Linked DNA regions of Sus scrofa: all the other regions are linked to region 1. Evidence: chromatin contacts called from public Hi-C and HiChIP or PLAC-seq data. All regions are on one chromosome and are shown on one strand. Each heading gives the region's core, a stretch centred on a gene start, on an enhancer-like site or on the middle of the called end of the contact. The rest is flanking DNA. Distances are from core to core; before and after follow the strand shown.

Region 1 (7,175 bases), core at 3,260-5,759:
GACAAACCCGGCACAAACAAAACAACTGGAGATTTATTTTTGCTAAAATTATTATCCATCTTTGTCCAAAAAAAATCCTTACTTTTTAGAGGCACGTAGTCTAAGTTGAAATTGTCCTGGTGGGGAAAAATTTTTTAAAGCCCATTAAAATGTGCTTTAGTTTTCTTTTTCCTTCTGGTGTCAGTTTTTTTAAAAACTAAGCCTAAAGCGCCATCTACTGTGTCTGTTAGGCTCACATCACTTTTGTTTATTTTATCAGAGTGCAGCAGAAAGGCAAAATGTAGTAAATTTAGAATGTTACTTTAAAATCCTATTCCAAAGAAATTTAAGAGAATTAAAGAGGATATGCTTTTTTCCCCATTATATACTTGTATACAATATGTTTAGACATAAATACCTACCCACACACACATACACATTCTCGTATCTGATCATTTTTCCTGCTTTTCACTTTCTTCTTAAATAGGCCTGAACTCAGAAGAATATCACGGCAGGGACCAAAATGCTTACTTTTATATATTAGTGGGACAAGTAATAACAGTGGCAAAGTTTGACTGAGGGATGCTGTGTGCCAAAGAGTGTTTCAAGTGCTTTTTACTCAATATCTCATATAATCTTCACAACAATCCTTTGAAACATCTGTCATTAGTATTATCTCCATTTTATTTTTTATTTTTATTTTTATTATTTTTAATTTTTTTTGTCTTTTCTAGGGCTGCACCTGCGACATATGGAGGTTCCCAGGCTAGGGGTTGAATCGGAGCTATAGCCGCGCCTTCGTCCAAGCTGCGTCTGCGACCTACACCACAGCTCACAGCAACGCCGTATCCTTAACCCACTGAGTGAGGCCAGGGTTCAAACCCGCAACCTCATGGTTCCTAGTTGGATGCGTTAACCACTGAACCACAACAGGAACCCCTATCTCCATTTTATAGTTAAGGAAATTGAGGCACAGAGGAATTATTAAAACTTTGCCCACGGAGTTCCCGTTGTGGTTCAGCGAGTTACGAACCCGAATAGTAACCATGAGGATGTGGGTTCGATCCCTGGCCTCACTCAGTGGGTTGAGGATCTGGCCTTGGCATGAGCTGTGGTGTAGGTCACAGACACAGCTCGGACCCTGCGTTGCTATGGCTTGGCAGCAGCAGCTCCGGTTCTACCCTTACCCTGGGAACTTCCATATACAGCGGGTGCAGCCCTAAAAAGCAAAAACAAACAAAAAAACCTTTGCCCAAAGTAACACAGCTGGTAAGTAACCAAACTATGATTTGAATCCAGAATCTATCTCTGGATTTTGGGTCCAGAATCTATCTCTTAACCATGATACCAAACTTTCTGTTATTACCAGTGGGTTCAAATAATGATTAATTCAACTTTTGTCATCAGAACTTCATAGGAGAAACTCTACATTATGCTTTATTTCCATACATTCTAACATCATTCTATCTTTAGGCTTTTTTTAAAAAATACACCTAATTTTTAGGAGATGTGATTTTTATCCAAAGAACTCATTAAAATACCTGGGCCCTAATCCAGAGATTCTGATTCAACATGTTTGAGCTGAAATTTGAAAGCTTCGTCAAATTTGACATAACCAGTCTTGGGCCCAGAATTTAGAACCATGGAGCTTTAAGATGTATTTTATCCATCTGCTCTTAGATTATGTTCTCCTGACATTTCCTTTATTTTAAGAGTTTAGAAGTTCCTGCTGTGACGCAGCAGAAACGAATCTGACTAGTATCCATAAGGATGGGGGTTCAATCCCTCTCAGCGGGTCAGGGATCCAGAGTTGCCAGGAGCTGTGCTGTAGGTTTCAGATGCGGCTTGGATCTGGTGTTGCTGTGGCTGTGGTGTAGGCCAGCCGCTGCAGCTGATTTGACCCCTAGCCTAGGAATTTCCATATGCTGTGGGTGTGGCCCTAAAAAGCCAAAACAACAACAACAACAACAACAAAGATTTTAAACACAGAAAACTATGAAGGCAAAACTGTCATAAATTTAAATAAGGGGGGGGGGCAGATTTTGTTTTACTTTCAAGATAGGGAAGCAGAGGATTGATAAATGGAAATTCTTAATTTTGCTTTAATAATCTTAGAAGAGTAAGGAAGAAATGAAGTAAGCCTCCCTAGCTGCTTTCTGTACACAAAGCTCTTCTCTGACCTTCCAGATAACTTATCCTCTGTTCCAATGGGTTTAAAAGTTGCTCCAGGGATTCTCATCAAGGGGAAAAGCGAAGACAAAAATTCAGCTACATTCCCATCACTTAATCAAAATGCAGTTTCCACAGATAAAGTTTGAAAACCACTGACTTACTCCACTAATATTGGTGCAACTGACTGCTGTTTGTTTCACATAGATATACCACCATGCCAGAAAAAAAAAAAATTCTTGAGGTAAGGGGCTGTGACCCTTTGTTCCTCTGAAGTAAACGAATGAATGGATGGCTGGAGGAATGGATATAGATGGCCAGTCCATAGCTCCTGTGACAGTGAATATCTTATTTATTAACCCGCAGGGTCTTTTTCATTATACAGATGGAAGTTTTAGTGAGACAATATCAATGCATTAAATGAATCTCCAGTTAACTATAAAACCTTCTGATCCCTCCCTAAGAGTACGCTTGGGGGCCATAGAACAATTTTAAAAAGAGAAGGTCACTTATAAATATGGTGTGTCTAAAATGTCATGAAACAAGTGCTTTAACAAGCCTCTATAACTTCCATACCTAAATGAGTGACATTTGTGAAATAGATCAATCAAGAATTTATTATGAAGTCAATCCTGCCATTTGCAACAACATGGATGAACCTGGAGGACATGATGATAAGCGAGATAAGCCAGACAGAGAAAGACAAATATTGTATGAGCTCACTCATATGTGGAATCTAAAAAACTCACAGAAGTAGCGAGTAGAATGGTGGTTAACCATGACTAAGGTAAGGAAAATGGGGGGATGCTCATCAAAAGTTAAGAAAGTAAATCTTTTTTTTTTTTTTTTTTTTTGTCTTTTTGCCATTTCTTGGGCCACTCCCGTGGCATATGGAGGTTCCCAGGCTAGAGGTCAAATCGGAGCTGTAGCCACCAGCCTACGCCAAAGCCACAGCAACGTGGGATCCGAGCCGCGTCTGCAACCTACACCACAGCTCACGGCAACGCCGGATCGTTAACCCACTGAGCAAGGCCAGGGATCGAACCCGCAACCTCATGGTTCCTAGTTGGATTCGTTATCCACTGTGCCACGACGGGAACTCCAGAAAGTAAATCTTAAGTAAGTTCAACACACACAGAAATATAGTAACTATCCGAGATGATGAGTATGTTAATTGACTTGATTGTGGTAATCATTTCACAATGTATACATACATCAACTCATCACACTGTCCACCTTAAACATATGCAATTTTGTCAATTATACCTCAATAAAGCCGAGGGGAAAAAAACAAGCAGATCACCTAAAGATGGGGGAGAAAACTTATTCTGGCTACTATTACACAAATATTATTGCAATTGCTTTTGGGGGGGGGGATTTTTATGGCTGCACCTGCGGCATATGGAAGTTCCCAGGCTAGGTGGGGGTTGAATCGAAGCTGTAGCTGCTGGCTTACACCACAGCCACAGCAACACCAAATCCTAGCTGAGACTGTGACCTACACCGCGCCTCATGGCAATGCCAGATCTTTAACCTCTGAGCAAGGCCAGGGATCGAACCCACATCCTCATGGATAAGAGTCAGGTTTGTTACCATTGTGGTTTACGATGGAAACTCCCTATTTTTGCATTTTCTCATTGATAATTTTCCCCAGAAAATTTTGAAGCAACAAAAGAAAATTAGTTTCGCCTCTTTAACTTATATTTAAAATTTATCGAGTTTGATCATTCATCTTACTCCCATACTTTGTTCTAAGTGACCAGTGGCTACACAAAAAAATCTAAAATAACCTAAAAAATAAAGACATGCCACCCTAGAAAACAGTCGGAAGGAGGAGCTATCCCCGCCCCCCCAAAAAAGTGCATAAAATGACTATATAATCTTCCATGACCATTTGAGGGAAACAGCATTTATTTGGCTATACCACTGCTGGCATTAGCAAAGAAACTTTGACATCACTTGGAAATTACTACTATCCCCACAGTAGTTTTCCTCTTCTATATATCAAAATGTTCTTTGTCCTAAATCTTCCTTTCACAAGAAGAATCAAAGCCAAGTCCTTTATAGGGGATGCCACAGTCTTCCTCTTGGAAGACCTGGCAGTCTTTGTAACTTCAATGTACTGGTGTTATTCCTGCTACTTCACATAAACCTTCACTTCAAGTTTGGTGTGTCTGCTACCACATTGCCCAATTCTTCCACTCTTCCAAATACTATGAAGAAGCTTCCCAGAAATCCCTGTTTGGATCAGCAAAAACAATTTGGTGTCATCAGCAGATTTCACCATTTCCGTTTGGAGTCATTAAAACATTAAACAAGCATGATCTTGGTATCAATCCTTGGAGTCCTACTATTAACCTCTCTCCAGCTTGAAGCCAAGCCATTCTCTGCTATGTTGTGATTCCCATCAGAGGATCGAGATGTGTTTATTTGCTAAAAGTTTAAACTTTGATGGATATTTTTTAACTGAAAGTTGCAAAATGCGTTACGAAAGTAAAGGGGAAAAGTTCCCAAAGGAAAGGCCAAAGAAACCAGCAAAGAGAAACAGCTTCTACTTGAGCAGTCTTATCCAAGCACTCAAACCACTTCATATTCAACTGATTCTAAAACCTCAACTGAATTTCGACTTTTGCCCTCCAACTATTTACTTCTTTTATAATCATAGGAGAAGCCTTATTAAGCACATTTGAAAATTCTCTATCAGATATAACTAGCAGGTCTAACTACTTTATTAGCTCTTTCCCCTTTTTATTACAATTGAAGGGGAAAAAGCAAACAGTCCTTACTCGGAAAGTGAAAAAGCAAACAGCTTCCTCCTCAATTGGGTCTGTGCTCTAAGAGAAATCATTCTTTCTTTTATTCAAGTGCAAATCTGTTTGAAGCTTTCATTCTGCTTTCCCAGCCTGCTCTCTGCAGCTGCATAAAAGATGAGACATGGGAATGAAAGAAAACTAGGTTGGAGCCAAAAAGCAATACTGTCCATATGCAAACTCACTCATCGAGCAGCAAGGCTTCTGTACATCCCATCTCACTTTTTCCATTCCAGCAGAATCCTAGCCAAAAGGAGGTACTGTACTATACCTGTCCAATCCTATTTGAAACAACATCTCAAAGGTAATCAGGGGATAGACAGGGTTACTAGACGCCCGCCCTTCCTCAGTCCTGATACAGCCCCTGAAGTGTTCTTAGGATCAACCTTTAGCTCTAAACTGAATGGATTGGGGCAGGATCAAGGGAATGAAGGGAAAGACCTTCACAGGTCATCATCATCTTATCATCTTAAGATGCTTATGGTGCAAGAGAGTGGCAGAGGCACAGCACAGTAAGCAGAATTTACTTCACCTATCTTAGCTCATGCAAAATCAAGGCCAAAATCTCCTCCTCCCCCCAAAAAGCTAAATCTGCTATACACTTTAAGAAAGTCTGGCAGCCCCTTAGCCTCCTTGCAAGGGTGTCAGGTAACCTTAATCCCAGCAATCTACTCAGGCCAGCAGTAAAACACACAACTGAAAAAATTCACATCAAAATCAAACTCTGCTGGGATCAGAAGGGTATTCTCATGGTTTTTCACTCAGATGTCATTATAACTCCACGTTATTTTTAATACTGTTCTTTGGATTTTGCCCCACACAGAATTCCCAAGTCACAAGAGGATCATGAACAATGTCCAGATGTATAAAATGCAAAAGTACTTCCCTCCTACTTGTGGATTCCAAGATAAACACCATAAGAAGCACGTGTGACTAAACTCAGAGCCCATTCCAAATTAAATACTGCATCATGTGCACAGTGTAGGACTTAAAAAACAAAACTGCATAAATATTCTACACGGTTCATAAGCCAGACTTGGGCAAGCACATGACCACATTGCAAAAAGGAAACATGAATTGGGGAGTAGGGGTAAAGGGTGAGAAAAGTCTCAGTCACAGCCTTTCCCAGAAAATCGGTGCTATTTTCAGTTAACACTTGTATAATATGGGACATAGATGAAAGAAGAATATTTTTCTTTGTTTCTTTTTTCCTACTGATGGCTTTCAATTCTAAAACCACCCAGCAAATAGGAAAACCCTTCCAGTATTTCAAAATCCCTAGCACAAACATCCCATGCACAAACATCATTAAATACACACACACACACACACACACACACACACACACACGCACAAGTAATGAATACTTAAATGTCTGGCTGGCCAGTGCAGACAGAATCCTTTTGACCTATAAACTGGGTTCTAGACAGAGTACATGGAACCTTGGGGAACACAGAAACAGGGCATTCAGGTCGTGTGAAAAGATTTCTCCATTATTTTTATTATATTTCAAAAAATTAGAGTAAATAAAATTTTAAAATTGATGGATGAATAGATACTAAACAGACAGAGAAATAATTTGGCTGAGTATCAGTTTTTCTCCCACAATTTATCCTAAGTATATGCTTCTAATAAATTAAGACTGGGAAATGTTTACTCAAATATCTTGATTTTTTTAAACTATGTAACATTTAATAGATACAAATGAATATGCATACTATGTAGGTTATGAAGCATAATGCTAAAACATATATCTATGAACCCATCACTCAATTTATAAATTAGAATATTCCCAAACCCAGTGAAGTTATACACGGGCCCCTCCTGAATCCCATCTCTCTGCCTCCTTCCCAGTGATCATCAATATTCTAAACTGTGCATCTATTTTATTCTTGTCTGTCATACAAATAGTTTTTATCACGGGTGATGGAGTATTCAAATATATTTTCTAATCCCCCTTTGTGTATACTTAGACATTGGGAAGAAAAAAAATATAGTAAAGTCCTTACCTCAATGTATTCTAAAAAAAATTATCTATCTGTATGCCTATCTTTCCCCAAATGTAAGTACCTCAAGATCAGAATTACACTTCTAACTTCCCAGTACCTAGCAAAGTGATAGGCACAGAATAAGTGCTAAAAAATTATTTTTCAACTAATCTTTCAAATTGAAGCCCAAATGCCCTAAATGTTTTGCAGTCAAATCTGGCCAACAATA
Region 2 (7,175 bases), core at 3,267-5,766, 670 kb before region 1:
CTGCCTGAAGCCGGGTGAACAGGTCATCTGGTCTCTCGGAGGGACTGAGGGTCTCAGATCTGGACTCACCCTGCCTTGACTCACTCATCTGCCCCTTGACTCCGTGCTGTACGCACAGACCTACTCTTTTGGGTTCTCTGCTACCGGGGCTCCCAGAAGGCAGGGACCTTGTTCTGTTCCCTGCTAGGAGCCAGGGCCTGGGCCATGCCCAGCACTAAGAAGGCCCCGAGCAAACATTAGACAGATGGTCAGTGGCCGGGGTTGAATGTGGCCCAGTGCAGGGATGGCACTGTCACCTGGATCCTGTCTGCTGTGAGGCAGTTACCTGTCTGGGAGAAAAAGAGTTGATGCCAGAGCTGAGAAAGGACCACCACTATTCAGCATCCCCGCTATTCCCTCCTTAACCAGGCACCAGGATGGAGAGAAGATGCTGCTCATTGGTACAACCAGCCCTGCTGGCACACTTGATGCCCGTCCAGGTCCCCAGATCTGAGAACCAGCCTCCAGCTCCTCTCCTGCCTCTTGGCCTTGGCTGGTGGGAGCCAGAGGCTCGGTCCTGGGGCTGACTTCCGGTGTGGGCTAGAGCCGTGCGGTCTCCCTGCAGGCCAGGGCTGGGCGGAGACTGTGTAACTGGAGCAGGAGCCGCGTGTCAGAGGGGCCGGGGCTGCACAAGAAGTCCTCAGCCAGGATGAAATAAATCTGCCCATCTCCCCCCACTTGCCTGCCCTCTCCCCCGACCTGCACAGGTTTGCAATTCATCCGCCGTCCTCAGATGCTGTTCATGCTATCAGATGATGAAAATGGAGCTGCGTCTTGAAGAAAGAAAGAAGGAGCTCCCCTCCCCCTTTCTGAGTCCATTCGAGCCCCCCCCTTCCCCCTCACCATGTGTTCCTGAAACCTGGGGCTATTCCAAGTCCTAAGTGAGCTGGAAAGTATATCCCTGAGCAGCTGCAAACCTGCTCAGGCTGCAGTGGCCCGGGGTGAATCAGAAACCAAGAGACAGGCAGGCTAACAATGCAGCTCCTTGTTTGTGTGTTGAGAGATCACCATCAATGCTGGGATTCCCGGCACAGTGAGCACACACATACACTCATGTGCACACACACTCACTCACACACACTTACACTCTAACATGCACACACTCAGCACCCACATGCACGTACACTCGTATGCACACACACTCGCACACACTCGTGCAAACACTCATACTCATATGCTCACATTCACACACTCACATTCATATGCACACACATACCCACATACTCACACCCATCTCTTGCCTCCTGGTACCATCTACCCACCTTGCCCAGCAGAGTGGACACTGGGGAGAGGTGTTCCATAGCGGGCCTAAGCCCATCCCGAGCAGCCAGCTGGGCTAGCCTCGCTCTAAGTTGCTATCCCAGCCGCCTACTTTTTCCTTACCTCTAACTGAGAAGGCAGGGAGGGGAGCTGCAGGGGAGGGTTTGCACAAAGCCACACAGTGGGATTGTCTCAGCTTCCAGCTGAGATGGGGGACCATGAAGAATGGCGGGATGCACAGCCAAAGGGGCTTCTTGGAGCCCAAGAAGGTTTGGGGAAGCTTGTTTAAAGGAACCAGACACCCTGAAGAAAAGAATTTGCAGGCAAGTCTCAAAGCAGGCCGGTCACGGAGTTGGCAGCCGCTCAAGGCCGCGGTGGAGTCAGGGGCCTTTCCATCAGGCCTGATTACAACCACTCACGAGCCTGGCCAACTGCAGGCATTAAGTGCCAAGTACCTCCAGGGGTCCAAACCACCCACAGAAACTGCCCTTTTTACACCACATCCTGGTGGGGTGGGGCTGGGGGGGGCGTCGTCCTTCCATCACAAATGGACAGACTGAGGCTCAGAGCCACCTGACTGCCAGGCGCTGCTGGGGACAAAACTAGAAGCTCAGTTCCTTAACCCAGTTCCTAAAAGTTGGGTTCTTTCCACCAGATGCCTCCCATGAGCCTGGTCTAAAGGCAGGCGAGGAAGGAGGATTAATGTAAACACTCCCTGATGTAAATGTATTTCCAAGGGCTCATCTTCCCCTGCTGGGCAGGCGCGGTGCAAACTCCAGAGTGTTTCCAGGATAGAAAAAGGCCTTAATGGACGCAGATGGATCTCATCTACTCTGAAGCATGGGAGTCACATCCAACCCTAATCTCTCTCTTTGTCCCCCGTTCACTGTGTCTGAGTCCTGCATGTTGTCCCAGAAACGTCTCCCAAACCCTGCCTCTTCCTTCCCTTCCCAAGCACTGCTGCCTCAATGCAAGCTCACATCATCTCTTCCTGAACCATTACCAAACTTCTCCCCCTCACCATCCCACCGTGCCAAAAAAGCATCTGTTCATGATGCTGCCCAGCTTAAATACCTCCTTGTTTTCCCTTATCCCCAGGATCAGTGCAAGACTCTTAGCCACACAAGGCTCTTTCTAAGCTGCAGCCAGCCCCAATTCATCTCCCGTGCCTACTCAGACACCTGCCATGGCCAGGTACCTCCCAACTGTTCTCTGATGCCCCTGTGCCTTTGCACATGCCATGCCCTCTGTCTAGGCTGTGCTTCCCCTAACACTGTCTCTACCCAGAAAACTTGTATCCATCCTTTAGAACTCAGCTCAGATGCTCTCTAACTCCATGCACAGTCCCGTATTCATGCCTCTGTTGTAAGACTTCTTTGAACTGTAACCATCAATTATATATTTGTCTATCCTCCAGGGACAATTGCCTCCAGGGGACACTTAGCAATGTCTGGAGATATGGCTGACCGTCACAACTCTGGGGAGGTAAGCTACTGGCAACCACTGGGTAGAGGCCAGAGATGCTGCTAAATACCCTACAAGGCAGTGGACAGCCCCACAACAAAGGGTCAACCAGCCCCAAATGTTGATGGTATGGAGGTTGAGATGCTCTGTACCAGGACGTGTGTCTCTCGAGGTGAATTCTTTTTTTTTGGGGGGGGGGTCTTTTATCTTTTTAAGGCCCACACCCGCAGCATAAGGAGGTTCCCAGTCTAGGGGTCTAATTGGAGCTGTAGCTGCTGGTCTACACCACGGCCATAGTAACACAGGATCTAAGCCGCATCTGTGACCTACACCACAGCTCAAGGCAACGCCAGATCCTTAACCCACTGAGCAAGGCCTGGGATCAAACCCACATCCCCATGGATACCAGTCAGGTTCATTAACCACTGAGCCACGATAGGAACTCCCTCTTGAGGTGAATTCTTATTTGTATCTTTTTATCTGCAGTGCTTGGCCTAAAGAAGTGTCTGATAACTATTTTTTGAAAAAAATAAATGAACAGACTAATACTTTTATATACTCTCCATCTGTAGCACGTGGGTCACTTTGAGACTGACAATTAGATTTTAAGAAAGTTGACTAGGGATTTCCTGTTGTGACTCAGCAGGTTAAGAATCTGACTAGTATCCATGAGGAGGCAGGTTCGATCCCTGACTTCACAGTGGGTTAAGAATCCCACATAGCTGTTGCTGTGGTGTAGGCTGGCAGCTGCAGCTCCTATTCAACCCCTAGCCTGAGAACTTCCATATGCTGCAGGTGCAGCCCTCAAAAGCAAAAAAAGAAAAAAAAAAAAAAGAGAGAGAGAGAGAAAGAAAGAAAGAAAAGAAAAAAGTTGACTAATAGTGAGTAAGGTTATTGAAAATGATGAAATAAAATATGTACTTGAATCAAAATTTGTTTCACTGCAGGAAAGGACCGATATTATACCATTGGAGTGGATGTCAGGTTGGGCATGAACACACATCTCCACAGTAGCACCTCTTTTTGATTAGACAGAGGCGTGGGATGGAGCAGTATCGAGTGAATTCCTCCAATACACGCATAGAGCAGGAGTCAACCCTTATTAGGGCAGAGGACTCAAGGCCCAGCTTCACAGCCTACCCGGCTATGGCCTACTTGGAGATGGTACAGACAGAACCTGTGCAAATGATTAAAGCTCTGGATGCCTAGGCCTGATGAAGAAAGGCAAAGGAATGGACATTGTTTAACCTCAAGCAAATGATGGCTGAAGCAAGTCCTAATGGCTATGTTTCAGTACCACAGGTGATTTCTAAATGGAGGAAGTGACCAGCCACTCTTTGGCACCCAGGACCCAAGAAAATGAAGCCCATGGGGGTGAAGGGAAGGATGGGGGTTCAGTGGCTCCCAGGATGGAGCAAGTAAATGAAGGGATGACAAGAACTCATAGGAGCTCATTGCTGAGGGGCCTAGAGGTCCCTGTTTCTTCCCTCTTCCTTTGGTTCTATTTCTGCTCCCCTGCTGGCCCTGTCGGAGAGCTAGGGACAGGGCAGTCCAAGGTTCAGGCCTTGCTTCTAGAACTTTCCTTTGAACTGGAAAAGCAGGAAAGACAAGAGGAGCCTGGGAGGCAGAGGGCAGGAGTATCGGGGAGGAAAAAAAGGCGAGAAAGAAGGAGAAAGGAAAGCAAGAGCGAGGCGGCCTCTGGAGAGACATCAGGAAAATGTCAAGGTCTCAGCATCTGGAAAACAGACCAGGGGCTATATTTAGACTGCCATGACTTGCAATAATTTGTGCGAGGGGGGGAAAAGGAAAATGCGAAGTTGGCGGGGAGGGAATGAGTTATAAGCAAAGAGGGGCTTGATGGGGAGAGCAGTGCCCAAAGCCTCAGTGCGTGGCCCTTAGGAAAGGGCATCTCAACGGTGTGGATTGTCCTGTGTGAGCCATGGTGTTTACAGAGCCGAATCCAGCTCATGCCCTTGTCCCCTGATGGGTCCTGTGCTCCCCACTGATAACATGGGTGCATTCCCGGATGTGCCAGGGGACCCTAGGCCATGGCACCGAGATGTGTCAATGAGGAGGCAGGGGGTTTTCTGGAGAGTGAGGGCCAACGCAGGGGCTCTGCATGGGGGCTCAGAGCTACATGAGCAGCCCTCTGTAAATCCTAGGAATTTGTATATATTGCTGAGGCCTTTCTCCAGCTGGATTATAAATAGAGGATTAGTTCAAAGGCAGGCAGCCTTTTAAAGAGATGGTGCCAAACGGAGCCTGCAAACCAAATACAGTAAAACCTCCTTAAGCCCCTGCTGCTTTATCTGAAATAGCATATACGTCAAAGTAACATCATTTCCCTGGGTGATGAGGTGCCCTACAGTCCTTTAGGAAAAAGTCTAGAGGGTTCAAATGGAACTATAGTAAAACCTCAGTTATCTAGAAAGCACTGTATCATTCTGGATAGTGGAGATTTCCAGCAGGCTAAAGGTTTGCCGTTTGCGACATCACTTTTTTTTTTTTGGTCTTTTTAGGGTCACACCTGTGGTATAGGGAAGTTCCCAGGTTAGGGGTCGAATTAGAGCTGCAGCTGCCAACCTATGGCCACAGCCACAGCAACTCGGGATCTGAGCCACATCTGCATCACAGCTCACAGCAATGCCGGATCCTTTAACCCACTGAGTGAGGCCAGGGATCGAACCCGCATCCTCATGAATCCTAGCTGGATTCTTAACCCGCTGAGCCACAATGGGAGCTCCCAGCAACATCACATTTAAAATGCAATAATTTTTGATGGCAATCTTTCTAGAAAACAGTCGCATACTTCCCAGGGTTTAAGATAGAAGATACTGATTTTAATTGAACATTGTGGTTCTGTTTAGAGTAATTTTTATAAACTTTAGGCCCTGTGCTGCTTTTCCAGTAGGTCCCAAACCTTTGCGATATGTGTGGCCCTATCACGGTGCTTTTGGGAGAGGTTCCTGGGTTTTCTTTTTATCAGGGAGCGTATCACTTTACCTGTAGTGACCTCATGGCCTAACTTCTTTTAGCCTGTTCTGGGTTAAGAAACCAGACATGCAAACTCGTTAAAATTCTGTGTAAACAAAAAGTAAATAGAATAGGAGTGAGGAATTCAGCCTTTTCTATTCCTACGGGATTCAGTCTTTCTGAGAGGGTAAGAGTTCATCTAGTCCTCTGGGGACAGTTGCTTTGAATTATATGCTGCTTTAAATAAACCAATATGCGCCTATGCAGATAATTCTGGCCACTTAGATGTCACTTGGCTCATCTCCAGATTCTGGTCTGATTTTAGATAGTGAGGTGTCTGGGTAGTTGTGTTTTGGGTAGATGAAGCCTTACTCTCCTTTGAACCCTATGTTCTCAAGGCCCTTGCATTTGAGGTTGGGTTTTTTGCCTGCATCTACATGAGGCTGGTAGTGTGATTAAAGCCAGCACAGAAGAAAAGGCCATGAACCCACTTGTTCATGAATGTCTTATTTTCTATGTGCTGGAAGAGGATGGGGGTTTCTGGGCAGGATGCTGAGCAGAAGAGCCACATGTAACAAAGAATGGGAGGATAGTGACTCAGAGGAATTGAGTTGGGTATTGGTTCTGGGTAGAAACTGGATATTCAGAATAGATGCAAACAGGCCAAGCCAACCAGGGAAGTCCTTAAAGTCCTTGGATGGTTTCTGGTATCTTCTGGTTACCGCTTAATCCGAAGATACCGGAAAGTCTTCAAATAGCTAATCTCCCATCAGCCAAGCTTGATGGTGAAATTAGGCTCCACCAGGGGTAGTGACCTTCTATTCTTCCAGGCCAACAGGCCAAAGGAGACTCTCAGAGGCCCTGTGGGTCAGGCTACCACCTCCAGGGAGCCCTGTGTCAAAGCACCTTGAGGCAGGAGGAGTCCCAGATAATTTCAAAGACTGTCCTGAGTGGTGCGATTACATTTTTCTTCCGTAGAAGAGCTCAGGATCAGACTTATTTTATTTTCATTTCAGTGTCAGATTAAAAGACAGTTGGTGGGAGTTCCTGCTGTGGCTCGGGGAGTTATGACCCCAACTAGGATCCATGAGGATGAAGGTTCAATCTCTAGCCTTGTTCCATGGGTTAAGGATCTGGTGTAGTCATGAGCTACGGTATAGGTCTCAGACGTGGCTTGGATCCCACTTTGCTGTGTCTGTGATGTAGGCTGGCAACTGCAGCTCTGATTTGATCCCAAAGCTGGGAACTTCCATATACTATAGGTGTAGCCCTAAAAAGCGGAAAAAAAAAAAAAAAAAAGACAATTGGTCCCTTTGCTGAAGAGCTGAAGATGCTTCTCACAGCCAGTTTGCCCACATGCCTATCTGAGGAAATCTGCCCTAAACAGCCATGTTCTACACACATGACTCATCTCCCCTCCTCACATGATTGGAACAGGG
Region 3 (7,175 bases), core at 3,101-5,600, 560 kb before region 1:
GGTGCTCCGTGCTAGCCCGAAACTCTCCAGGCCAGGCTGAGACCTGGACACATCCCCTCTGTTCCTCTCCTTCCTCCCCAGGCTCAGAGAAGTTGGGACAGAATGCAAGGAGCGGGCGGGGGTGGCTGATGGGGCCACAGCCCAGAGAAGGGCAGGCAGAGGGTGGCAGGGGCAGCTGGGAACCAGCGCCAACAAAGTAAACCAAACTCTCTCCCCCGTGCCCTTCCCATTCTACCCCGCAACGCTTTCCAATCAGGGAATCTAAAATTACCATATTTACAGCATCTGCAGCCACGCCGAGCACTAAACAAGATGAATAGCCGTGACGCACGAACTGAGTACAAGTATGCAGCTTGGCTGGGCTGGGCTGGGCTGGGCACCAGGGTGAGTGAGCCACAGGGGGAGCATGGTGAGGTCCCAGGCAGGGTGATGGACGGGACTCACCAGGCACTAAGGGAGGTGGGAGAGCGGTGAGGAAGTCCTGGCAATGTCCATCTTCTAGGAAAACAGAGAGATGGAGCAATTAGCAAAGGAAGGGGGTAGAGATAGAGATAGAGCGATATAGTTGGATGGATGGATGGATGGATGGATGGTTGAATGGATAGACTATGAGAATATGTGCTAACTTTAGAAGGCTCCCTTTCCTCCTACTGCCTCCCTACCTAAGAGGAAACTGTTGAGACCTCTAAGGCAGGATCCCTTCGTGGGTGTGTGTGTGTGTGTTGCGAGGTCCTCTACCAGAATCTTGCTTTGGACTCTTAGGTCTGTGAGTCCTCTTTCCCCAAGCAGCCTCTTCCAGGAAAGCTCTGGTCAACCACAAAAACTAAATGACTCCATTCATAAAAAGGGCCTGACCGTCTGGCAAAGGCAATGGAGCTCTGGGGGAGACCAAGAGGGGAATGATGGGCGTGTGCTCCATGTGAGAGGTCCCAGCAGGCTCCCAGCCTAGCCTGTTCTTAATCTGGAGGAAAGATGTCCAGGTAAAGAGCGTACAGACTCATAACTTGCAGATGCTCGTTCAGAGACTTTCCAGACTGGGAGGGACCTCAATACACCAGAGAGAGGGGAAGAGGTGGGTACCAGGCACTGAGGGGAGCAGGGCCAGCCAGGAACCAGCTCCAACAGAGTGATCCACTCTCAGGCTTCGATCAGGGCTGCCTGTCTCATCCTGACCCGAGGCTCACAGAAACCTCCCTTGTGCTCTAGGACTCTGAGGGAGTGGGACCCCTGGACCCCTATGCTCCTCCCTGGAGCCAGAGCATCTCCGCATCCATCTGCTTTGTGTCCTGGCCTTCTCTTCAAGTTTTCATTTCTTTTCCTTAACATTTTCAGGAACAAAGCCAGTGTGGCCGTCCCTGGCCTGTCTGAGCAGGCGGGAACTGGAAAGCAGGACACGTAGCTGGAAGGCCGGCAGTGCGAGGGTCTGGAGAAATCAGGGGGGATGTGATGGGGGGTGGGGGGGGATGCTGAGAGAAGGAGGTGACACAGATGGGAGGCCGAGGTCGAACACGTGAACCAGCTCCCAGAGGAAATCATCCCTAAGCAAACTGGAACCAGCTGCTCTCCGCAATCACCTGCTAGATCCTGAACTGGACCCCAAAGTGGGGGCCTTTTGTTATCAGCCGTCTAGGGCCCCTGAGCCGTTCTTGGTAGAGGTGAGGTGAGGCAGGATGTTGGAGTTGGAGCTGGCCCCCCAAAATGTTTCCAAGTTGAGGACATCCACCATGCAGCCTAAATCTGGCCCTAGCCTCAGGGTCTGTCAGAATGAGGACATACTGATAGACTATACACAGGTATTTCTGTTCTTCTCAGGGGCCCAGGATGGCTAAGAACCGCCCCCTCTTTCATCATTAACATGGTACGAAATGGGCAGAGTGAGTCCCCCAAGGTGGCAGCTCCTATTTCCTTTGCTTTGTCCTAGGTGGACCCATCTTCCTCCATCGTGGCCAGAAGTCCCTCCTCCCTCCTCCTTCTAGCCCTCAGACCTTGCCTTCTGTCTCCTCTTCTTTCCCACCTTCCCATTCAAGTATGTTTCCTCCAGGTTTGGGCTTCTGGTCCCCTCTTCAAACTCTGCTCTCTTTGCATGCCCTTCCTCTCGGCCAGCTTCCTTTACCACTGGAAACCTGCGACCTGAGCCCGAAGCCATCTCCCGAATTGCCCGCATATACTGCCAACTGTTTGCAGAATCTCTCCAGTTGGAGATGCTGAACATTCTACAGTTGTCTCAAATCACACATGTCCAAAACGGATCTCATTAGCCACGCTCTCCCGCTTCCCATGACAAGGGCCTCCTGGTGTCCCTCCCCCATCCTTTCCCCCTCCGTCAATGATCTCACCGGCCACTCAGACATCCCAGTGGAAACCTTAAAGTCACCTCTGACCCCTCCCTATCCCTTCCATCTGTGCCACCGTTGCGCCAGCTCAGGCTCCTAGCCTCGCTCTGCACCTTCAATCCCTCTTATGGGCTCTTCCAGCCTTGGATCGCCCTCCACGTTTCAAATGGGAGACGAGTGTCTACACCCAGACTCTTTGCCGAGGGCTTGCTTTGTGCCCGGAACTGGGCATACCACAGTAAACAGGGCCAGTAGGGTCCCTCTCTTCATGGAGCTCATATCCCAGCTGGGGAGCCAGATGGGAACAAAAGCACAAAACAGACCAGTGAATAAAATACGTCTTTGTTGTAAGAAGTACTCCAAGAGGAATGAAGCAGGGGCTGGGGTGGGAAATAAGGGGTGGCGTGGATATCTCTGCCACCCCCCACATGAAGACCTTCAAAGGCTCCTGAATACCTAGAGGACAAAGTGCAAACTCCTCAGCTTGGCAGGCAAGGCCCTTGCCAATCTGGTCCAATCTCTTCTCAGCTCCTCTTCCACCACCCCCTCCCTCCTGGCTCCCCTCCACCCTATGCTCTGCATCCTATTCATCTCTGAATCCCCAGCCCCTTGTTCCTGGCAAATAAAGGTCTGTGCAGTCAGTGTGTTCTCTTCACGCATTTGTCCCTCTCCCCTTTCTCACGGCTGCCTTTGGTGAAGCATCTTTACCATGGCTCTGTCCCCTGAGTTTCTGTGGCTTCTCACCCTGTTTCTGCCCCAGGTACTTGTAATATTTGACTCTCTCTCTCTTGCTAAATTTCTAAGGCATGGAGGGCAAAGGCGGTCTTCCATTCGGAAAAAAAAAAAAAAAAAAGCCTGGCACACAGTGGGTGCCTGAAACCTGCCAGTTGAATTGACTGCGAAGAGGATGAAGAAAAGGGAAGTGCTTGTTGTCCTTTGTAGACTGTTTCCTGCTAAAACAACTCTAGTGGCCAAAATATTTGATGGAAAGAAGCAGTGTGAAGGCGTCCATTGCCAAATGGACAGCCAGAGGTACACACCTCCTCCTGCTCAAGGAACAGCTTCACAGAGCCTAATTTTGTCACTAGGTCTTTGAACAGATTTTTGCACAATCAAAGCAGAGAACAATGAAGCAGATATGTTCCCGGTGGAAACTGGTGCTCAAAGATTTGCCTGTATCCACAAGAACGGAAGTGTCCCTGGCTTGTAAATTGGTTCTAGGGCTCAGCTCATCCCTTCACAGGGAAGAACCAACTCCTATCTTCTCTGTTATTCCTCCATCCCATTCTTGGAACACCATTTCCGTCCAAGCAACTAGAGTACTTGTTTGGAACTCCCAAGTAGTTTTTCCCTATGACCAGAATAATCTAACACAGGGGTCTGTTGGTTTTTGGCAAATGTCTTCAAAGATCCTGGTTCTTTTGGTGGGGGCGGTAGGGGGGGAAGTGGAGGGAATGAAGCATAACAATTACAGTAAAAAATCTGATTAAAGGTAAGAATAAAAATAAGAGGTAGATTTTCTGAATTTATGTAGGCTCAGTGCCTGCTCTCAGAAAGGTCCTGGGCATGTGCCAATCTGCCCGGCTTTCTCAAATCACTGTTGATTCCTTTGAATTTCACACATGGTCACCTTGTCCTCTTTTCTGTTTTCAGTCTCCCCAGAAAGCACCCCACCCCTGGCCTGAGCATTCCATGCGTCCTCCCTCCTTAGGGAGCATTGCAGCTTTTTTTCTTGACAGCTGTATTTTATTCACTCTGGTTCCATGTCGCCAACCCAACTGTCCTCAGCCAAGCCTCCAAAGGAAATATGATCGACTTGCTGCGTCAGATCACTTGGAAATAGATACGACTGGCTTGGAGTCACTCCATGCGGGGCTGTAAAATTGTTCTCTCTCCTCCTAAGTGGGTTGGGTCAAACCCAAACTGAGGCAAGAGGTTTCCAAGGAACACAGAGCAAAAGACTGTAGTAAGTGGTGGTGATTCAGTCGGTGGCCCTCTCGCTTCTGAGTCAGTATGAACCTTCTCCTGGCAGCAAGTCTGCGGAGGTGGCCTTCAAGAGTCAAACAAAACAGTGAGGTCTTCCACACTGGGGCTCATGAAACTTTCTACAAGAGGAGCAGGGAGGCAGGCTTGGTGTGAAGCTCTTCATTCCAGCCAAGTTCTCGTCTATATTTTTGTGTTTCCAAGATAAATGAAGGTTAGTTAAATTGATTTTGAGATTTGTGTCTCTCATGCACAGCTGGCAGGGTGTCTAGATGTCCCTGGGGCCAATGCCACAAAACACCTTTGAAATTCTCACCTATCTTGTCCCAAGTCTCTTTGACATTTCAAATGGAGTTAGTCTCTTCTTTGAATTAATTGTGCACTGTGTCACTTTGTTCTAATTACCCGAGAGGCTGTCTGGTCTAATGAAAGAGCCTAGAATGGGAATCAGAAGACCAGGGTCGAAGTCCCAGCTAGATCACTCAGTAGCCAACTCCCTTAACATGCTCAATTGCCTCATCTACGAAATGGGAATTGTGATACATGCTTGAAAAACCATAAAGCGACATATCAATACGGGGAGATTTTGGCCTACATCCAGTCCAGTCTTTAAGAAAAGAAGAGGCTAAACAGAATGGGGCAGGATAAGGATTTTTAGGGGGAATATAGGCCCACAGTCCCTGAGCAGGCAACAGCATCCGTCTGGAACTCAAACCTAAAACCCCTGAAACATCAAAGAGAGTCTCCTTCTCTGTGCTCCACAAAGGAGGCCACAGCCTTGTGCTTTCTGCTCTTTTCTTTAAAGTGGGGAGGCCGGGAGGGCGGGGGGGTGGGGTGGGGTGGCGGGGGAGAGAAGGGGAATGAAAATAAAAACTAAACAAAAGTAACAACAATCACTTTTTATGGTCAAAGATGGAGCTAGGAAGAAAAACAAAAGCACACTCTGATTTTTTACAATTCTCATCATCTGGCCCTACTCTACCAAATCCTTTTTTTTTTGTTTTGTTTTTTTTGGCTGCCTTGCGGCATGTGGAGTTCCTGGGCCAGAGATCAGATCCCACCCATCTACTGTTGCCACCTATGCCACAACTGAGACAACAATGGATCCTTTAACCGACCGTGCCAGACCAGGTATCGAATCTGCATCCTGCTGCAGAGATGCCACTGATCCCGCTGCCATAGCAAGAACCCCTACAAAATCTTAAATCTCTTGCCTCACATGGATTCTTCATTCCAACGTCTGTCTCCTTCTCTCAAACACACCATCTAACTCCACCCTTCGCTCTTGGTTAAAATTCTGTCTAACTTGGAATCCCAGCAACCCTCCATCAGCTTCATAAAGCTTCCTTCCCTGCTCCTAAACCACTCTCTGCTCCTTCCCCTGGTTAGGGGCTGTGTGTTTCTCTAAACATTTTGGGTCTTCCCTGCTGACTTTCTTGGGAGGATGGATCATGTATTTCCACCTAGAACCTAAGTTTGCAAATATTCACTGTTTGACCACATGGCTAATCATACATGTCATTTAGAGAAAAGAGTGATCAAGCTGGAAAATAAATAACTTTCTTATTTCTATATGAAGAGCAAGATCTTGGGAGGGTGGCGGGTGAATTACATTGAACAAGAGGGAGATGGATTAATGACTCATAGCTCATGGGGTCAGAGCTTATCTCAATGGTCAAGGATTTCTGGCCGTTATAGTTCTGATGAGCCCTACCCTGGACTGTAAGGGACCCCCTGGGCCTCAAGCCTCAAAATAAGCACAGGGAACTCAGAATTCTTCCCCTGTGTTTGACCTCAGCAGATTGTTTAAATTCTCTAGATCTTGTATTAAAAACAAACAAACAAAAAGGAACAAGATGGGATTCACTCATGACCTGGAAGCACTTGGAAGCGGCTGAGAACAGACAGATCTGTCCAGTGGATTCTGTCTGTGTTGCTTCGGTACAGCTGCTGGGGTCAGATGCCAGCACAGGCATGCTCTTCTGGGAACACATCCTGCCAGGGGTACATGGCCTAAAGGAAGTACCGACATAGAAGACAAGCCTAACATCCTTTCTTAGTGCATCCATAAAACACAGCAAATGCAGGAGGCTTAGGTAACAGCAGCCCGGAAGATGTGGGGCCCTGCTGGAGGCCATAGTTAGCATCCTTTCAGCCAGATGAGGGGGAAAAAAAGTCCCTCCTTTCTCACCCCTTCCCCAAAATTAAAACAATGAAAATCAGTTCTCATTATCCCAATAATTAAGTCCCATTCAGCCAGCTGACAGCGGCCAAAGAATGATTTTTCTGTGCTGCGCTGTGTGGCTGCCCTCCATGGCCCCATTCATGGGCCACTGTGTGCATTTAATCACCCTTAGCGGGCTCAGCTAATGAAATGCTGGGGCCTTGCCCTGCCCTGACCCTGCTGCTATTTCTATCTGAGCTCAGCACGTCCTTTGCTTGACAGTTGCAACCGAACAAGCAGATTTTTCTCTCCCATCTATGGAGTGTAAAGAGCCTATTTTGGCAGCCTGTGGGGCTGGGGACCCCGCTGGAAGCCCAGTGAATGCCCCTGGAGGTTAACTTGCAAAGCTGTTTCCAGACTGAGAGGCGGGGGTGGAGGTGGGATAGGGCTCTGGAGACCCAAAGGCACTGAGGGCTGTGGCCCCGATGCACAGGGGAGAAAGGGCGGTGGCGGGGGGGGGGGGGTCTTCTGGGGCAGAAAGGGAAGATGAGGTTGGAAGAAGCAAGGGGCCAGGCAGCGGGGTGAGTGGATTTATCCTGACGCAAATCTGAACAAAAGCTCTTTGTCAGTTATCAAAAATCTCCCTCCTTTACCAGGGTCAAAGTGAGAAAATCCATTCCTTTTCATTTCTAGTC
Region 4 (7,175 bases), core at 2,702-5,201, 530 kb before region 1:
CACAGTGTTCTATCAATTTTCTACTGTGCAGCATGGTGGCCCAGTCACACATGCATGTATACATTCTTTTTTCTCACATGACCATATCATCAGTCCTTCTCATTTTAAAGATCAGAAAACTGAGCCTCAGAGAGGCTGGGGGGTCCCCCAGGTGGCCAGTAGCAGAGCCAAGCCAGAGATCCACACAATAAATCATGGTGACTGTTATGTGCTGGGCACCTACAATGAGACAGGCGAAGAACCCTGTGCTTCGTGCGTGTTAACACATTCATTTCTCCCGGGTTACTTCCTTTTGAAAGCACTGAAACTATCCGGTAGAACTTCCTGCCATGATGAAAATGTCTTCACAGTCCAGTGCCACGACAGGCACCAGCTCTGTGTGGCTATGGAGGGTTTGAGGTGTACTGAGTGGGACTGAGGAGCTGAATTATAACTTTTTTTTGTCTTTTGTCTTTTTAGGGCCACACCTGCGGCCTATGGAGGTTCCCAGGCTAGGAGTTGAATCGGAGTTGTAGCTGCCGGCTGACACCACAGACACACCAGATCTGAGCTGGAGTCTGTGACCTTCACCACAGCTCACAGCAACGCCGGATCCTTAACCCACTGAGTGAGGCCAGGGTTCGAACCTGTGTCCTCATGGATACTCGTCGGGTTTGTTAACCCCTGAGCCACGATGCGAACTCCTGAATTGTAAATTTTATTTCATTTGAATTGATTTAAATTACAATAGCCCCTTGTATTGGACAGTACAGTTCTAGATGTTTCAGTAGCATCTCCAAAAGCTTGTTACGCGGTGAGGCAAGGATTGCAACTCAGGGCTGGTCGAACCCAAAGTCCATGCCTTTTCCTTCTCCCCTCTGCTCCCCCGTGAAGTGGCCTGCATTTTGCAAAGTGAAAGGCCTGGGAATGAAACCGACCAGACGGTATACAGTCAGCCAAAAATAAAGCCAGATCCCCGAAAGGCCAGGTCTGTATTTGAGCCTGCTTCCTCTGAAGGCATCCAGAGGCCTCAACAGGCGGCCAGACTTCTCAGCGGGGGGCTTGACACCCTGAATCAGCAATTTCCCAGAGCCTACCCGTGGTGATCTGGTTGATGGAGGACCCTCTGACTCACGGGTCCCAACCACGCTATTTAAACAGCAGCATTTCCTTTCTTAGGGCTTAAGACTAATTGGTAGAGAGGTAGTGAGCTCCCAGGCCCCACCTTACCTTGTTGAAACATGCAACCCTCAAAGGTTTCCACGCAAGGCACCGCCCATAAGGTGCAGCTGCCGCCTGCCATGGGTCTGAGGGCAAATGTTTAACCCGAGCTGGCCCCTATCATTGCTCTGTCAGCCTCTCGACAGCCCTCCAGCCTGCATCTCTGCCCCACCCCTGCTCTGGTCCAAAGACATCCCCTGATGCTCAGAGCAAGAGCCCAAGTCTTCCCTCCCTGAGCTGGACCCTGCCTACCTCTGTGACCTTGTGTCCCCTTGTCCCCATCACTCACTCTGCTCCAGTCCTGACTTCCCACTGTTCCCCAACACACTAGACTGGTCCCTGCCCCAGGCCTTGGCATTTATTGTTCCTTCTGCCTAGAACACTCTTTCCCAGGATTGAATGGCTTAGGCTGTTTTCATTCCACCCCTGCCCAAACGTCACCTCTTCAGAGAGGTCTTCCGGACTCCACTGGGTGTAAGAGAGGGTCCCCCTCACCGCAGTCTCTTTTTCCTGCTTTACTATTTTCAAGGCTCTTAGCACGAGTTGATATATGTATATATGTAAACATATATGTGTGTGTGTGTATATATTTTTTTTTTGCTTATTATCTGTCGCCCCCACTAAGATGTAAACAAAGCAAGGAGGGACACTGTGTTTTTCACTCTGTATCTCCAGTGTCTGGAATGGAGCCTGGCTCATAGCTGCTCACTGAATATTTGTTGAATGAACCAACGAGTCCATGAAGGCAGCGTGCGTGACTGCTCACAGCAGGTGCGAGGAGCTGAGGAGGGGTGGGTAGACTCAGGCCTGGCTCACGCTCCCCCGTTCAGCGTGTCCTCGATGTGGATGCTACGCCATGAGAAACAAGGAGATTTGTTACTTCCTTTTTTTTCTTTTTTTTTTTTTGTCTTTTTGCCTTTTCTAGGGCCGCTCCCGTGGCATATAGAGGTTCCCAGGCTAGGGGTCTAATCGGAGCTGTAGCCGCCAGCCTACACCACAGCCACAGCAACGCCAGATCCAAGCTGAGTCTGCAAACTACACCACTGCTCACGGCAACACCGGATCTTTAACCCACTGAGCAAGGGCAGGGATCGAACCTGCAACCTCATGGTTCCTAGTCGGATTCGTTAACCACTGCACCACAACGGGAACTCCTTTATTTTGTTGTTGTTGTTGCTTTCATTTCTTTTGCCTCGGGAAAGGTAAAGATCCCAGTTAATCCAAAACTCTGGGCCAAGTTCTCTGATTTATGGTCGAGGAATTATTCACACAGAGGCAAACAAGGGCACAGGACTGATGAGTGCACTGTAGGAGGACGACGGCAAACAGATTGGGGGAACCCTACAACCAGGACTGCCCCAGTTGGCCTGGCTTCCCGACAGCACTGGCTCAAACTTGGACCCACAGAATCCCTGACGATGGTCATTCCCAGAATCCTTTGGGCCAGGACGCCCAGGTGCCTGCAAGGGGAGGCAGCCTGGCTAAGTCCCATCCCTATGGGACAGGGATAAAATCAGGTCCTTTGAAAGGCACACCCAACAGCAGGTGTTTCTCAAAGACGTGAGGCTCACAACGTTTTCCCAAAATCTGGATTTGGGGAGGCAATTTCCCTTCCCTTCTTTAATGTGCTCCACAGAAGTGTACCTCTTTTATTCCACCGCAGAAAATTCACAGGTACAAAATTAGGACCTAGAGGTGCCTGACACACAGGAGGTAATCAATAAATATTGAATGAAGGAATGAAAATGTCAAGGCAAAGGGACCCTGTGGCCTGGTGAGGAGCTGCAGAGGTGAGCAAACTCTGAGAGTCAGAGACTGTGGGCTGGACCCCCTCCGCTGGCTCCAGGCCTCAGCTCCCTCATCTGTAAAATGAAGTCCTGGCCTGGCTGGACCCCAATGTCCCTCCCAGCTCAGAGGGACACCCCCCCGCCCCGACACCCTCTCATTCTCTGAACATGTCGTCATTGCTTTATTGTGGACTAGGTCTTACTTGTGACCTGCTGACCATCAGGCCTGTTGCTCTGGAGACATCCCCCCCCCCCACCACCCCGTTGTTTTTAAGCCCCAGAGATTATTTCATAGCAATTTCCCCAGAATATTTTTCAGGTCCTCCATGAAAGGAGGAAGGTTCGGGAAAGTAGCCATCATCAAAATAGGAAGTAAAGCCAGGCTGGGGTTCCATTTATCAAATAACGCAGGCTTAGCCCAAGTTCCTGTTGCTCCATATGGTGATTCTGGGAGCTTGACCAGGCTCTGAGGTTTTAAACTCAGAGTGCTAAGAAATCATCTCTGTGGCTTGTGGGATTTGGTACCTATTACCCTCCTTTCCATGGTTCTGGGCTGTGGGTGCCAAGAGAAGGCCCCAGTGACTCTCCTGCCTCCTCTCTCAGCCTTGGGGCAGCCGATCCCGTGCCCAAGGCAACCTCCCTCCAGAGGTACCATCAGACCACCCAGCCTGGCCGGAATCGGCTCCCTGTCCACCGCCGTGCTTTATTTTAAGCTGCATGTGAATTTGCCCATTTCCTCCCACTCTTAGAAGTGTCCCAAAGCGCCAATCCTGAAGAATGCAAACTCCTTTGCTACCTTTGCAGCTCTGTTGACAGCCCTGATGCGCCAGGAGGCAAAGGGACACTGGACTGAGACACTGCGAGCAGGAGTCCAGCAGAAGGCATCTCTCTAGGTCCCAGGAAGGGGAGCCAGGGGCCTGGCGCCCTGCCTCTTCTAGCCTCATGATCCCCTCACCCCCCACCCCCGCCTCCCCGGGCAACCCCACCTTCCGCCCAGAGGCAGAGCCAGTTCTTTCCCATGAGGGAGTCATAGCCTGTGTGTTACGCAACTTTTATAAAGGCAGGGGCTTTTCTTTGTCGTGTTCTTGGGTTCTCTAGGAAGAGAGAAACATTTTTACGATCCCAGTCACCCAACAACATAATGAAAATCACCATAACCATCAGCCTCATAAAAACCCATGATACAAGCCTCCACATTCTCAAACAAGACCCTGGGAATTCAAAGCTTTCTGAAACCCTAAGTGGCCAGAGCCTTGCTGAAGGCCTCGGGACGCTGGCTGATGGCTGATGAAAGGATTTTAACGCGCCACTGAAATTCTCTTTTCCAAAATAACCGCTTTGAAACCTGTTAATTACAGACACACACAACCAGCCCCGGGTCCCCCAACAGAACCCGGGGCTGCACCAGGGAGAGCCTGGCTCTAAGGCTGCCCGCTTCCAGGGCGCTACACATGCTTTGTGTTGGGTGAATTAGCTTCAGGAAGAGAATCCAAACTAATTAAAAGCACATGGCCACTCCGCTCACTCCCAGCCTCCTACCCCAGCTCCTTCCCCTGGAGACAGAGGCCAGTTCGGTCTAATTTGGTCCAGTGTTTTTGTTTCCTAAAATCTGTCTTGGGCTCTGGGCCATTAATAGGTTGCAGCTGATTTTAATCTACATGAATCAGAGACCTCGCTTCTCGGGTTTTAAGGAGATTACAAATTGTGTGTCCCACAAACGGGATGGAAGGGGAAGGCCCTGGGTGGGGAGGGGGAGGGGAACGGATCCTGGAAGCCACAAAAAGTCTGCTCTCCACGAGGCGGGGGGGGGGAATGGGGGTGAAAGAGCCTGTCATCTCACAAAGCTGGGGGAGGGGAGTGAAGGGGAGGTGAGGGCCTTGCCCCTGTGACCCCAGGGCAGGAGCACATAAGCTGGGCCTGTGGAAAGAGAGGCAAAATCAAGGATCTGAATGGATAGAGCAGTCTCGACTCATTTCCACCAATTGATTTCCCGAGTTTTTGCTGGGCACCTATCACGAGCTAAAGCAGGGGTCAACCTACCATGGCCCATGGGCCAAATCTGGTCCCCAGCCTGATGGTGCAAATAAAGTTTTATTGGAAGATGGCCAAGCCCACTTGTGTATGTATGTATTTTCCTTTTGTTTTTGTTTTTTGTTTTTTGTCTTTTTAGGGCTGCACCCATGGCACATGGAGGTTCCCAGGCTAGAGGTGGAATAGGAGCTACAGATGCCGGCCTACACCACAGCCACAGCAATGCAGGATCTGAGCCGCGTCTTCGAGCTACACCACAGCTCATGACAACGCCGGATCCTTAACCCACTGAGTGAGACCAAGGATCGAACCCACAACCTCATGGTTCCTAGTTGGATTCGTTTTCACTGCACCATGATGGGAACTCCAGTGTATGTATTTTCTGTGGTGGAAAATAAACCTGCTTTAGTGATCGTGGCCGAGATGCTAAAGCCGGCAAAGCACAAATATTTACTATGTGCCCCTCACAGTAAAAGTCTGCTGACCCCTCAGTTGGAGAGCTACTGGGTCACCATTCCACTCACATGACAAGAGGGGAGAGACTTAGGATCCACTCAGTCCCCACATCACACCAAGCTCTGGCCCCTTCTAAACACCACTCTTTTTTTTTTTTTTTTGGTCTTTTTAGGGCCATACCCACAGCATATGGAAGTTCTCAGGCTAGGGGTCAAATCAGAGCTACAGTTGTCAGCCTATGCCACAGCCACAGCAACACTGGATCCAAGCCACATTTGCAACCTACCCCACAGCTCATTGCAACCCTGGATCCTTAACCCACCAAGTGAAGCCAGGGATCGAACCTGCAACCTCATGAATGCTAATCAGGTTCTTAACCCACTGAGCCACAAGGGGAACTCCCGAACACCATTCTTTAGGGCAGTGTCTTTATGCTCATTTAACCAAAGGCAACAGAGAACAGTGCCAACAATCTTGCCACTCAGTTGTGGGTTCAAAGTACTTGCCCTGACAACCCTATATTCCCATTTCACAGATGATGAGCCCGAATCACTGAGACAAAGTGACTCACAGAAGGTCACAAGGGAAACTGGCAGCAGAGGCAGGGAGAGCCGGGCCTCTGAATCACAGAAAGAGCTTCCGTTCATCAGAGGATGCTCAGGAAGAAAGCTGGGGGCCTTTATCTAACACCACTCTCTTATAGGCATGGCACTGGCCATGGAAAAGACATGACAAAATCTTTTTCATATGTAGTTCTACAAATAATCCAGTGCTGGGCGTGGGGTAATTAATCTATCTCCATGTTTTAGGTTAAAAAAAAATGTAGCACTAGGTGTTATCGGATGAGGATGAGACTCAGCTAGGCCAGACTACACTTCCCTTGAAAAGTACCTTTATCCAAGACCCACTGGCTCGTGAGTGCTGGGGGTACCCCCCCTGCCCCAGACTCAAGGCACCCCTCAGTTAGGACACCAGGCAGCCCCCTTCTCCCGTGTGCTCTCTGACAGTCCCTCTGCTCTATGGATTTCCAGGCTATCAGGGAAAGACATGAGGAAGGGAAGGCCGATGACTTCAGCGGTGGCACAGTGATGGAGGGGTCCATGGGGGCATAGGGAGGACAGAGGAGAGGATCCCCACCCGTCCCCAGAGGCAAACCCCTTTGTAAGGAAACCTGAAGGAAGAGCCTCCGCCCATGCAAATGCCACCGATTAGAAGGGTGATCATTTCAGAAGCTGTTGGGGGCTAACCAATGGCTGGGACACTGTGGGCACAGGCAGAGAGAATGAATATTCAGCATCCCCCCAGGGGCTTTTCTTGGCAGGGAAACGCTTGATACCAAGAAAGCAGTTGCCTTGGAGCAGGAGGGGTGAGCGCAGGCCTCTTCCCGAAGGAACCTATGGCTTCCAGGGCTCCAGATGGAGAACCTTCTAACCAAGGAAGGACATCTCTTGGGCTGCAGTGGCCTGGGCCACCCACTCTGGGAGGTGGTTCTGTTGGGGTTTGAACGGACTAACAGCTCAAGAGAGCGCCACACAAGCTCGCACAGAATGTCAACTCTAGGTCCAGACCCCCTGTGCATAGAAGCTGAGAGTTCCTGTCCGGGGTGTTGGTTTGCATCTTACTGTCTCCATCTCCACTGCTGTTCCCAGGTCCCTGTTCCCTGGCAAGCGTCTCCCCGAACTCTAGGCAGTGCCTCAAAGG

The links. Hi-C and Micro-C count contacts between places; a contact is called where the count stands out from the background. HiChIP or PLAC-seq counts read pairs in DNA pulled down with a chosen protein or histone mark.
Region 2: a Hi-C map of omental adipose tissue shows a contact between it and region 1, with 1.7 times the contacts expected there. The contact joins two enhancer-like sites. A contact is called at or near these places in 3 of 47 Hi-C or Micro-C datasets (embryonic fibroblasts, epiblast stem cells and omental adipose tissue).
Region 3: a contact with region 1 is called in an H3K27ac HiChIP or PLAC-seq map of skeletal muscle, with 5 times the contacts expected there. The contact joins two enhancer-like sites. A contact is called at or near these places in 5 of 47 Hi-C or Micro-C datasets (embryonic fibroblasts, mesenteric adipose tissue, omental adipose tissue and 1 more) and 1 of 2 datasets of contacts at active chromatin or transcription factors (skeletal muscle).
Region 4: an H3K27ac HiChIP or PLAC-seq map of skeletal muscle shows a contact between it and region 1. The contact joins two enhancer-like sites. A contact is called at or near these places in 2 of 47 Hi-C or Micro-C datasets (fibroblasts and omental adipose tissue) and 1 of 2 datasets of contacts at active chromatin or transcription factors (skeletal muscle).

What each region holds. Positions count from the first base shown.
Region 1 is chr7:91,673,490-91,680,664 of Sscrofa11.1, reverse strand. All of the region lies in intron 8 of RAD51B (DNA repair protein RAD51 homolog 2), which reads right to left. Among named protein-coding and RNA genes, the nearest start is that of RAD51B, 85 kb to the right of the region's middle. Within about 2 kb of position 4,509, at least 20 of the 83 cell types and tissues checked have an H3K27ac peak or open chromatin away from gene starts, as enhancers often do. A contact at or near this core is called in omental adipose tissue and skeletal muscle, where this site is marked.
Region 2 is chr7:92,343,897-92,351,071 of Sscrofa11.1, reverse strand. It overlaps LOC110261623 (a long non-coding RNA gene), which reads left to right. Exons shown (of 3, transcript XR_002345986.1): 1 at 1-2,493; 2 at 2,717-2,784; 3 at 3,711-5,318. Among named protein-coding and RNA genes, the nearest start is that of ZFP36L1, 150 kb to the left of the region's middle. Within about 2 kb of position 4,516, at least 14 of the 83 cell types and tissues checked have an H3K27ac peak or open chromatin away from gene starts, as enhancers often do. A contact at or near this core is called in omental adipose tissue, where this site is marked.
Region 3 is chr7:92,236,601-92,243,775 of Sscrofa11.1, reverse strand. All of the region lies in intron 11 of RAD51B (DNA repair protein RAD51 homolog 2), which reads right to left. Among named protein-coding and RNA genes, the nearest start is that of ZFP36L1, 260 kb to the left of the region's middle. Within about 2 kb of position 4,350, at least 18 of the 83 cell types and tissues checked have an H3K27ac peak or open chromatin away from gene starts, as enhancers often do. A contact at or near this core is called in skeletal muscle, where this site is marked.
Region 4 is chr7:92,203,242-92,210,416 of Sscrofa11.1, reverse strand. The region is part of intron 11 of RAD51B (DNA repair protein RAD51 homolog 2); the gene reads right to left. Among named protein-coding and RNA genes, the nearest start is that of ZFP36L1, 290 kb to the left of the region's middle. Within about 2 kb of position 3,951, at least 20 of the 83 cell types and tissues checked have an H3K27ac peak or open chromatin away from gene starts, as enhancers often do. A contact at or near this core is called in omental adipose tissue and skeletal muscle, where this site is marked.